2 separate regions of the Gasterosteus aculeatus genome follow, and region 2 is linked to region 1. The links are chromatin contacts, called in public Hi-C maps. All regions are on one chromosome and are shown on one strand. The core of a region is the stretch at or near the end of the contact, and the rest is flanking DNA. Distances in the headings are between cores, read along the strand shown. Region 1 overlaps tlr5b (toll-like receptor 5b). Region 2 holds the start of disp1 (dispatched homolog 1 (Drosophila)).

Region 1 (5,563 bases), core at 1,325-3,824:
CAAAATCAATCAGATTCAAAGAAACGCCTTCAACGGTCTTCAAGGACATTTGCGAATGCTCGTCCTGTCCGAAAACCTCTTGGGGGAAATACACTCTCACACGTTCAGCAATCTCACAGACCTGCGGGTGTTGGATTTATCTTACAACCACATCGGCGTTTTAGGATACAACGCATTCAGCGGCCTCCCAAGATTACGAGCGTTGTATCTGACGGGAAATTCCCTGCGAGTCCTGGGTTCTCCGACGCCGCTACCAAATCTAGATTATCTACTCCTGGGCGACAATAAACTGCAATCTCTTTTTGGAATCAGTGAATTTGGCAACAACAGTATCCACGTAGACGTTGTAGACAACCGATTGACTAACTTGCAGGACGTTTATGATATTTCAGCTCATTTCAATCGTCTCAAGAATTTCTTCTACGGGGGAAACATCATCAAGCATTGCATAATCACTCCGCAAGTCACAGTACCTCGTAATAATAGTTTACAAATCCTGGATCTTCACGACAGTTCCCTAAACACCATCTGGGCGCAGGGGCAGTGCCTCAACCTTTTCCATAGTTTAGAAAATCTTCTCGGTCTTAATTTGAGCCTCAACTCCCTGTCGACTCTCCCACCAGGGGTTTTCCGCGGCCTCGGCTCGATCATAGAGATCGACCTCTCGTCCAATGCTCTGACCTATCTGCAGCCGGACATCTTTCCGCTCGGCCTGATAAGACTCGACCTCTCTAACAACTTTCTGGCCTCCCTGGACCCAGAGACTTTTCGGTCTCTGAGCTTCCTCGGCCTGGCTGGGAATCGGTTCCACTGTGACTGCAGTCTGGAGAGCTTCACCAGGTGGCTGAATGCGACGAATGTAACCTTCCTCAGCCCGGTTGAGGAGTACAGGTGTGAGTTTCCAGACGCTCTCCGCAATCTTCCACTGCTGGATTTCTCTGCGGTGGTCGAACCGTGCGTGGAAGACGACGAAAAGGCCGTCCAAGGACTTAAGTTTGCTCTCTTCATCTTGTCCACTCTCGTGATACTCGCCGTGGTCGTCGGCGGGATCGCCTACGCCCGTCTCCGAGGGCGCATATTCATCATCTACAAAAAGGTGGTTGGCAGGGTCCTGGAGGGCCCGAAGCCGCCGCCTCCCGTGGACCAAGTGCAGCACGATGCCTTCCTCTGCTTCAGCGACACCGACTATGACTGGGTGGAGGCCGCTCTGCTCAAGAAGCTGGACAACCAGTTTTCGGAGGAAAACATGTTCCACTGCTGTTTCGAGGCCAGAGACTTCCTGCCAGGCGAGGATCACCTGTCCAACTTCAGAGATGCCATCTGGGGCAGCAGGAAGACCGTGTGCGTTGTCACCAGGGAGTTCCTGAAGGGTAAAGTCTTTTTACTTTTAGTTGTAGTAACAGGCACAAGGCTTTGACGTCTGCTTCAGTTTTGGCCGTGAAATATTTTCTTTCAAGGAACATTTTGAGAGATGAAGTAATCGACGGACCCTTTAGACCAGGGGTGCTCAGTACGTCGATCGCGTCGATCTCAAAGGCAGTACTAGTCGATCCCGTGCCATCGGTAAAAATGCGGGAGATGACCGAAACTAATGCTAATGCTAATTAGCGATCCTTGCTTACTAACGGACGCATTTAATTCCAAAGCAGCCCAGGCTGACTGCAGTAAGGTAACGACCAAGAATGTGACGTTTCCTCCTTCTGACAGATGAGAGGTTCGTTGTGTTCTACTATTTACCGGTCCCGCCCCCGTCAGCCGGCACGGAGGGGGGTCGATCGCCATGACCCGGTCAGTTGAAAAGTAGCTTGCGAGCCGGAACAGTGTGAGCACCCCTGATTTAGACGGAGCCCAGCAGCCTCCATGTTGCCAGCTTTTATGACAAGTTAAGCCAAAGCTCTGCTGGATGTGGCTTTTTTCTTGACATCCAATTATCTCCAAGAAACTCAATTAGTGCTTTTTTCAAAAACGTCGAACCGCTGCGCAGTGTGAGGGTTTAAGCTGCGGCGGCGAGGAAACACGTGGCTTCTAAAAGAGGTTGAAGCAAAAGTTGACTTTTGGAGAAACACATATTATTATGTATTTGTTTTACACACGATTACTCCTCTTTTACTGCTTTGTGAAAAGACAAAGGCGGAGGTTGCAGAAACTAACCGGGTGGTGTCTCTCTAGACGGTTGGTGCTTGGAGGCGTTCACTCTGGCCCAGAGCCGGATGCTGGAGGAGCTGACCAACGTGCTGATCGTGTTGGTGGTGGGGAAGGTCTGTAAAGCTGCTTCTATCTTCACGTACAAAAAATAGAAATCATGTGTGATTTTGAGAATAACTGAATGTTAAATTATCGTTGCTACACAGAAGGCTGAAAGCTGCCGTTTTTGACCTTTGTCTCCGTTTTTATCCGACTGAAGGTGGCGCACTACCAGCTGATGAGGTACAAGGCGGTCAGAGCTTTCGTCCAGAGGAGAGAGTACCTCACCTGGCCGGAGGACCCTCAGGACCTGGAGTGGTTTTATGAGCGCCTCGTCTCACAGATGCTCAAAGACACCAAGTTGAAAAAGGTTGCCGAGGAGCCCGACAGGGGACCTGCTGATGAGGACGGCGTCCAGCTCCAGGCTATCAGAGCCGCCGCTGTGTGAACTCCTGCCTCCTGTTGAAGAAAGACTCGCTGCTGGGATGAGGACCAAGTGCCCCCTGCAGGGGAGAACGAGTATTACCAGCTTCAGAGGAAGGGAAGGCAAAGACAGACTTATGCAGAACCTCTTCGGCCCTGAACATTTGTAGGTAATCAGATAATCTGTGGTAAAAAATTCCAATTATGTATAATTCCTTTTTTTCATGTGGATCTTTGGTCATTGTCCAATTTTACAGCATTACATGTCAATGATAAGAAGTTATGTTGTTGGAATTATTGTGTTGACTGGATTAAATGTTTCTGATTATTGATTTATAACTAATATGCATCTGCTAATCGCAAATATAAAAAAATTCTAATAAGAAATATACGTAATATATAAATATAAGAGTACAAATAAGTCAATTTTGCAGATTTGTATATCAAATGCTTGTGTGCACAAATAAACCAATTGGGGGTCAGTATGTAACTCTGTCCTTCACTGTCAGCAGAACACGTCCGTGTCCTCACGCCACTAAAAACAAAACTAAAAAAACTATTAACATCTGGATCCAGAGGGAAGAAGTAAGAAACATTCATAGGAAGTTATGCTCCAATTGGACCAAATTTGTTGATTTTGAATTCCTGAGCAATAAGACTTCTTCTATTTGAAACACTAACATTGCTCCTCAGCGGTCTTCAACTTCTACTGAGGCTTTGTTCTTATTAACAGCCTGAGGGATGAATGCTGACACATCTGTACGGTTCATCGTACGCTCTCTAGTGTCTGCAAAGGGTTATTTTATTTATTAAAGGGGAACTCCTTTTGTGTTCCTAGATCATGTATAAAAATGGAGAAAAGCTGAAATAAACCTTTTTTCCAGGAATGCTGCTACAATTTTATTGTGTATAACAATAAAAAATACTTCTACCAGCCGGCTGTGGGGCAGCTACGGACAAACAAGGGTTCAGAAGCGAAGTGAAACCAATCCAATAATTAATGTCAGTATTGAAGAGAGTTCCTGTGTATTTTCATGGTTACATCACTCAGTAAATCCAATCAACAGGAGAAGTTTTAGCTGCTAAACTCTGCCGCCGCAGCTTCGGTTCATTTCTACAGACGTTTAAATGATCGACGTGTCATTTCCTTTGTAAATCACTGTGAGGTTCCTGGTTGGCTGAAAGGAGCCTTTTGCACTTGCACTTGTGTCACCACTAGAGTGCGTACACAGAGGGGGGGTCGGTTGCCCTCCTGTGTGGTTTCATACACCGTCAGACGGGTCCATCCGTCCCCCGGCACAGGGGGGGATGTGGGGGTCAGCAGGTTGTTCTTTCATTCCAGCTGCGTGTCTGAAAGCAGGAAGCCGCTGGGCAGAGCGAGCGCTTCCGTCCTGTTGGCCGCCGGCCCGCTCGCAGCCTTTATGAGCCAGCTGCTGGGAACATTACGGCCTCCTGCTGCTTCTACGCGGGACGGTCCGTTAATCTGAGCCCGGTGCAGGTTCACATCCGCCTGACCTCAGGTCTGCCACTACTTTACACTTCCTGGGATTTACCCGTTCTGGATTTCCAACATGTTCATATGCAGCATGTAGTGGGCCTCATTTGGATGATCCATGAGCTATAGGAAGCCCCCCCCCCCCCAGAGGCCTTCTGTGAATGCAATGAATACACCATTCAAATGGACAAACATCTTTCCCACACCGAGTCCATTTCGTCTTTACCAAACTAACCTCCAGAGTCATGCAGGTTGTTAAGAGTGGGATCCAACAAGCTCCTTCGGGGCCCGTGTGGGGGCCCGTGTGGGGGGCCCACTGCAGGCTCCTCTACCCCTGATAAGGGGGAAATTGGGGCCCTTAATGATTTATGTTGAGGGAAATGAGCAATAGATGCATTTTTTTAATGTGTGCCAAGATCAAAAAACTAGTTAATGTAGTTGACGATAAATTTCAAGAAATAAAATAATTCATTCTTTAAGGACATTTATTCTAAATAAATAAATAAATGTTTTTGCCTTTGATTTTTAATTGTCTTTTCAGATGAATTGGTTTTTTTTTTAATGTTTCAAGGCTCGTTGGGTTAAACGAGAATAAACCGTGTCTCTGTCCTCCAGCAGCAGCTCCCCCGACATCTAATTTGGAAAGTGGGAATAAATGTTTACCTTGTAAACAAGCTCGCCGTCCTCTTCAGTTATTTCGGGCCAGAACGCGCATGTCCGCCTGCGGGAAGCGTCAAACGCTGCCCTCAAGGACGCGGCTAATGTTTGACCTCCACCAGCTCAAACAGTTACAGGGATCCTGAGGGACGGGACTCTTCTGCAGGGAGGAGGAGGAGTGTGAACACAAGCTGATCTCTGTGAGGCAAAGATGGTGTTTCCTTCAACACAGGAGCATGAAGCGAGCCCGTGTGGCGCTGCACGCTCACGTGTCGCGTCTTCTATTTGTGGAAGTGCGTTCTGGGGTTGAGGGCCAGATGGGGACGAGAAGGAGCAGAAGCTCGGCGGTACTTCTCTGCGACACCATCGAGGCCTCACGCTGCAGCTGAATCCTCCTCCTCCTGCTGCTCGGAGCCACGCGGAGATGAAATCAGATGTCTGACCTCAGAGAAGCGATGTGGGATCTCTAGATTTATTCCTCCAGACTTCTATTGAAAATCTGCAGTTGAATTTTGAGCCACATGAGGGAACCTGAAGGTCCAGAATCTGAAAAGCAAACATGCTTTTGAGACTAAATGTATTTATTGTGTGTCAGGCATTTAGATTTTCAGCAGTGCATTAAACACACTGATATACGCCTGATTAATGTCTTCAAATGTCTGGTCACCTGTTCTAGATAATAGTTGAGGTGAAGATGGTAAAAAATGTGTGAACATAATTCACGCAATAATCTCCTGCTCACACGCTTCACAGAGACCTCTTGACCTCTTGTGAAGGTTTGTCATTATTCAAAAAAGGGTGTCG
Region 2 (5,563 bases), core at 1,944-4,443, 53 kb after region 1:
ATTAGATGCGCCGGTGCCACGGGGGACACGAGCGTCTCCAGCCCTCGGCTCAACGTGAAAGAATGCAGCGCAAAAGTTTGAATTATGGACGGCAAGTGTGCATTGGTGTCTCCGCGGGCAGACGACAGACTGCAGTCCGATGAAACCCTGCGCCGCCTGATGAGGGGAAACACAAAACAATAAGCTCGGGATAAAGGACGAATCCCAAAACCAACAACTGCACATCGGCAGCAGCACCAGAGGGCGCCGGGGGGAATTGGGTCCTCCAGTTCCAGGCCATGGATACGGTAGTTGTGCCTTACACACAGGTCCACCAACAGAGACCCTTCATTCCAGCTGCAGGTGAAACAGAGAAAAGTCGTTCGTAGCGCTGGTGCATCGCCTCACTTCCCTTTACCCACGTGGGGAGATTCCCCTGCACTAAAAGCCAAGGGTTACAGGGAAAAGGTTTCTGCACGTTACCAACAGATGGACAGAAGAGGACTGACACACATGGGGTCCACTGGCGATGGACGCCGCCACCAGCAGAAGAATATAAGCGTCCAACATCAATGCCCTGGATTCTGGCTCGGGGGCAACGTTTGCTGAATGCACAGAGACGGATTTAGACACGAGACGGCCGGCTTACAGCAGGACGCTGCCGGGGGACAAGTTGCCCAGATGGAGATGGGCCAAAACTGAGACGGCAAGCAGCTGTTCAAAGCCAGCTGTCCGGAGGCCAGTTGTTCATAAAGACGGAGAGGCCGAGGTGGAGGGATTCAGAGACCTTTAGGAAGGGGGGTGGGACTGGGTGACAGCGAGGGAAGCGGGCTGAGGGTAATTTCTGAGGCACACATTTATCTGGAATCAGGAGGCTTTGTCTTCAAACAGATGCTTTGAGTTACTTACGGCTTATTCTTTTTGTTAAAGCAACACACAACAGAGCTGAAACAACGTGAGGAGAATTGTCACACTGATGCTGTTTATAACACATGATGCTGACATTGTGTTCCATCCGAGGCCTCCGATTTACATTCAATATGTCCCGCACACAACACGCTACACGTTAGTCATTAGTGCTCACGGTTGCTTAATGCTGGAGACACGCAGAGATGTGCTAAACAGAATAGTGGATCTACGTACCTCACCGTGGTTATTAGAGCAGTAAGAAGACGACTGGTGCTTCTCTCCTCCAGCTGGAATAGAGAAGAACAATAATTCAACATGATAAGTAAATAATTATACATCCAGACATACCGTTGGGTCATTCCAAATTGAGCATGAAATGCAAATCAGTCATATTTCTCAGAAAATCGGATTACTTAAATCAAAATAAGGATATGACGTTGCGTTCACTTGGGAATGACACCCGGATGCCCTTTGGTTCAGTGTGGACTACTGGGCTGATGTTAGCGATTATTAAGTGCAACACTTCCCCCTATTGGACTTTTTCTGAATCGTACAAAGAACCACCAGAGCGTCCCAGAGAAGGTAGACGCATGGAACCATGGGAAAACATTTATTCACCACTACGCATCTCTGGAAATCAGCAGCACGGTGTCGTTAAAGTACGCTGACGCTTACAGCACGTTTCACTAATGTTTGCCATCTTAATGCTGAATCAGTGACGTGTAACAGCGGCTGACGGTCAGAAGACTCGTCTAGCGCTTCCACTTGTTGAGCCAGACGAGTCTCTCAAAGCGCTTTAACCCCACGTGAGCGTTCATACTCATTCATACGCTGACGACAGGTTCAACAAACCAGCCGACGTTCATCCAACGAGCCGGACGGGCGTCTTGGACCAGCGTACAGCCAGAGATCGACCCGTCGATCCTCTGATCGCCATTATATACAACTATCCACTGACCGATTAATGGAGAAAGTAATCAACAGATGAGAAGTAGAATAATCCTCAGTTGTTGTCTGGACGTCCCACGGACATCTTGAAGACAAGAACCAGGAGCACGCTCTGGTATTGTGCCGCCAACGCTCGTACGAATATCCTGACCTCAAACGCTTGGACCTTCTCATTCGATGGTGTTTCTTTCATTTTAATTACATTGTGTTAAAACAGAATATGTTCTATATTCTATGTACTTAAGTAGCCACCTTTTTCTGATTTCTTCGCACTCATTCTTTGAACCGGCTTCACGAGGTGGTGACCTGGAATGGTTTCCATCAACAGGTGCGCCTTGTCCAGAGTTCATTTGTGGGATTTATGTTTGAGGCCATCAGTTGTGCTCAGTCCTATAGGAGAAGACGTCTATTCCACTACAGTTCTAATCCAAACTGTGGCGAGAAACTGTCAATTCAGTAAAGAGAAGCGACGGCCCATCGTTTCTTTAAGAGGGAAGGTCAGTCCACCTGGAGGCCCCAGCAGGGGCCCGGCAGGGGGGCTCGGCACCGTAGTGCAGCCTGGAGGGCGTCGCTGCACAGCCCTGACCCTTCACCCCCGCGTGCTGCTCGTGAACATGGTTTCCGGGCAGTGACCCGTCCTCGTGTCCACCAGGGTGACGTAATCACCACGGCTTCGGCCTTTAACGTCACGTCAAAGCCGCGTAGACCCGTTCACCCGAGCTAGCGGTCCCGGGTCGTCCACGTCACCGCAGCGAACTACGAGAAACGACGTTTCGCCAACACGGGGGGCGCCAGACGCCGGACACAACGCTGCGTCCGAAGGAGGCGGAACTGAACGGGGCCGACCGACCGGCGGCTACCGGCGGCTAGCTTGAGTTGGCGTTAGCCTGCTAGCCACCGGCGGCGAGCCTCGCTCACCAAAACAGCTGGCTGAGCCGCGGCGGCTCCGCGGGTTCGTTCAGCGAGCAAGCCGCATACTCACACGCAAACCCGCCGGGCCGGAAGCGGGACGCGGGAGCGGAGGGGGAGCTGTGCGGGTCCCCCGGACGCGAGTTGTTTTGCTTTGGCCGGATGCTGATGAATACACAACCCGAGCATCAGCCCATGTCGGCTGGGCAGCTGCGAACCGGGAGTTCGCGGCCGTGTCTCAATCCAGCGGCTGTGTCCTCCGGAGGCTGCTCATCCTTCCCAGACCGATTGCGTCACCGCGGCCGCGACGCATTCAGGCGACTCCTTCAAATGCAGCCGGAGAATGAGGACTCCGAGTCCCAATAACGGACGCATTTAATGTCGTTCCAAAGCACAATACACATCGGGCTCTTCGTTGTTATTATCCTCATGCCGCATTAATGCCTCACACAAGCTTGAGGTTGAACACTGCTCGTGGCGGTTGTATAGATAATAATATTATTAAAAGAAAGGGATCCAAGTGGCTCAAGTTGTGAACCTGAAATATCACTTTCTTGGTACAGAAATGTTACAAACTCTGAAATTAAATACGTAAAGATACAAATACATAAAGAAACTCTACTTGGTTGCGTTCCTTTGTTTTGAAATGTCATTGAAAAATGTATTAATTTTGTTTTTCAGCTCTTGGGAGAATTTTGCAATATCTGCACTTACAGAGCAGCTCTTATTATGCGAGACAAAATGCAGCGCTTGTGCATGTGTGTTACTAGAATTTAATAAACGTGTTTGCTGACATTTATTTTGTAGCTGTGGTCGGCCCCCGTAGACCAAAGGATGTAGCCGCTGAAATGAGACACAGCTCTTCTCCGGAGGGTTTCTGGTGAACCGTAGGAAACTTGAGGGCAGCAGAAGGAAACCATGTGCCCGAGCTTCTTACATAATGTCCATGTAGTATACTTTAACATTCACCTAGTACTTTCTCATTGCATTGGCATGCTGCCTATACCCGTATTATATTTACAGTTATTATAAGTGGTTTGTATAGATTAGTAAAAAAAATAAGAACAAAGTAAGAACAAGAACAATATTAAGTATTAAAAGAACTGCACATGCAGCCAAATTAGTGGTACTTTAACTATGGGAAAAACATTCCTAAAATGTTTTTTTGTCATATGGTATTTTCCAATTATTCTTATTTCTTTTAAAAATTGTTTTTTTTGAAGTGGAATGGATGTAAGCAACACATAACAACTACAAGCCATTGAGATGTTTGTTGGTTTCCTCTGCAGTTCAAACGAGCATAACAGTGCATGAGGATCAACTCAAAAACACTTCTGTAAGAATACGTGTTCAAGATTTGGAGCCTGGTCGGGGTCATCAAGAATTCAGCCGAACGACTTCTCTCGTTCTGGGAGATTTATTTGTCAGATCGCAGGTCAAGTATCAGCGCTGCGTTTGCAAAGGCAGGAGCGGTTCAGGCAGCACACAGGCCGGAAGAACAACCAACTAACATCAGCAAGAACATCATGTTTTACAACCCTTGAAAGACAGAGAAGGAAATATTTCTATTGGCCCTAAACTGGCGTAGAGGAGGACCTTCCACCTCCCGCATCTAAGATCCGGTCACATCCAATGTCCAGACTCCTGACTTAACGTAAACATCGTAAACAGAGTGTGTATGTTGAATAGTGTTGGTGTGTCTCTAACCCCCCTTTGGCTGGTAAATCTTCTAGTTGACCCGCTGACCTTACATTCCTCAGCCAGGACATAAACTGACTCCCCATCCTGTCAGACTCGTGTCTGCCTGCTCGGCACATCCTGCTCCCCCCCTTACCTAACTCCTAAATCAAGACTAGACTTTTGATTATCACTTCTCACACAAGCTTTGGCCTAAAGAACAATTCACATTTCTCCAACAATTCATGCCTTGTTCAGGTTATGTTCCATAGCTCAATTATTACACAGGCATAAGAACTATTTCCACCATCAACGGTGAAATAGTTTCACTTAAGTGAAAGAGAGTAGAATTAATGAAAGAATTCATTAAAAGGAATTCTAATGCACAACTGTTCAGTTTGAGTTTTATGTTTGAAGATACTATAAAATCCAGTAATTATATAGAATCATCAGTGGTGTTTCTGAATAAAGCATACAAAGTTGTGAGTGTGTGGATAATAATTCAAGGCTTTCCAAACTGACCTGATGTGCTTCTCCACACTGATCAAACTGTCTCAAAAGTGAGTGTTTCTAATCCTTTGGGCACATGTAGGAATCTGGAATCCCCCCCACAGCCCAGAGTCCGGCTCTGGGGATCAGGTAGATTGGTGACTAAGTTGCCCGTAGGTGTGTGGATGTGGGTGTGACTGGTGTTTTGTCTCTGTGTAGAGTCTCAGTCCAGGGTGAACCCCGTCTGTGAAGATGGATGGAGATCACCATGAAACTACAGCTGATTGTTAACATTAAAACAATGATCGTTCCATTAGTTACTTTCAATGTGCAAATGAGGCAATATCTATACCTTTTTAGGAGAAATCCAAAGAGTCAAATAGACAAAGAAGTCTAAGACAGCAGTATAAGACTTTTTAAAAGAAGTAAAAGAAGCAAAAGCCCAAATTCTTAAACTGACCAGTGCTTGAAAAACATGTTTTTCTCCCCTTCTTGATGACATCGTGATCCTGTGAAATACGGGATGTTTTTGGTCATTGGTTTTGTACACATTGGGGACAGAGTTTTAATTCTTGTCACGTTAAAAAGGTCCACAATGAACAGTGTGTAAAATAAATGAAATGTCCTTGTCCTTGGTACTGCAAAGAGCCAG

What was found. A called contact is a pair of places that touch in the nucleus more often than the background predicts.
Region 2: a contact with region 1 is called in a Hi-C map of skeletal muscle, with 6 times the contacts expected there. The contact joins the promoter of disp1 here to the enhancer-like site in region 1. A contact is called at or near these places in 4 of 6 Hi-C or Micro-C datasets (skeletal muscle, tail fin and whole body).

Annotation. Positions count from the first base shown.
Region 1 is chr18:922,782-928,344 of fGasAcu3.hap1.1, forward strand. It overlaps tlr5b (toll-like receptor 5b), which reads left to right. Exons shown (of 6, transcript XM_078093922.1): 4 at 1-1,370; 5 at 2,170-2,258; 6 at 2,405-3,092. The coding sequence ends at 2,632. Among protein-coding and RNA genes, the nearest start is that of tlr5b, 5.7 kb to the left of the region's middle. Within about 2 kb of position 2,575, at least 1 of the 9 cell types and tissues checked has open chromatin away from gene starts, as enhancers often do.
Region 2 is chr18:975,181-980,743 of fGasAcu3.hap1.1, forward strand. It overlaps disp1 (dispatched homolog 1 (Drosophila)), which reads right to left and starts at 3,194. Exons shown (of 12, transcript XM_078093916.1): 1 at 2,819-3,194; 2 at 1,123-1,175. LOC144389422 (a long non-coding RNA gene) reads right to left here. Exons shown (of 2, transcript XR_013453458.1): 1 at 5,372-5,563; 2 at 4,144-5,155.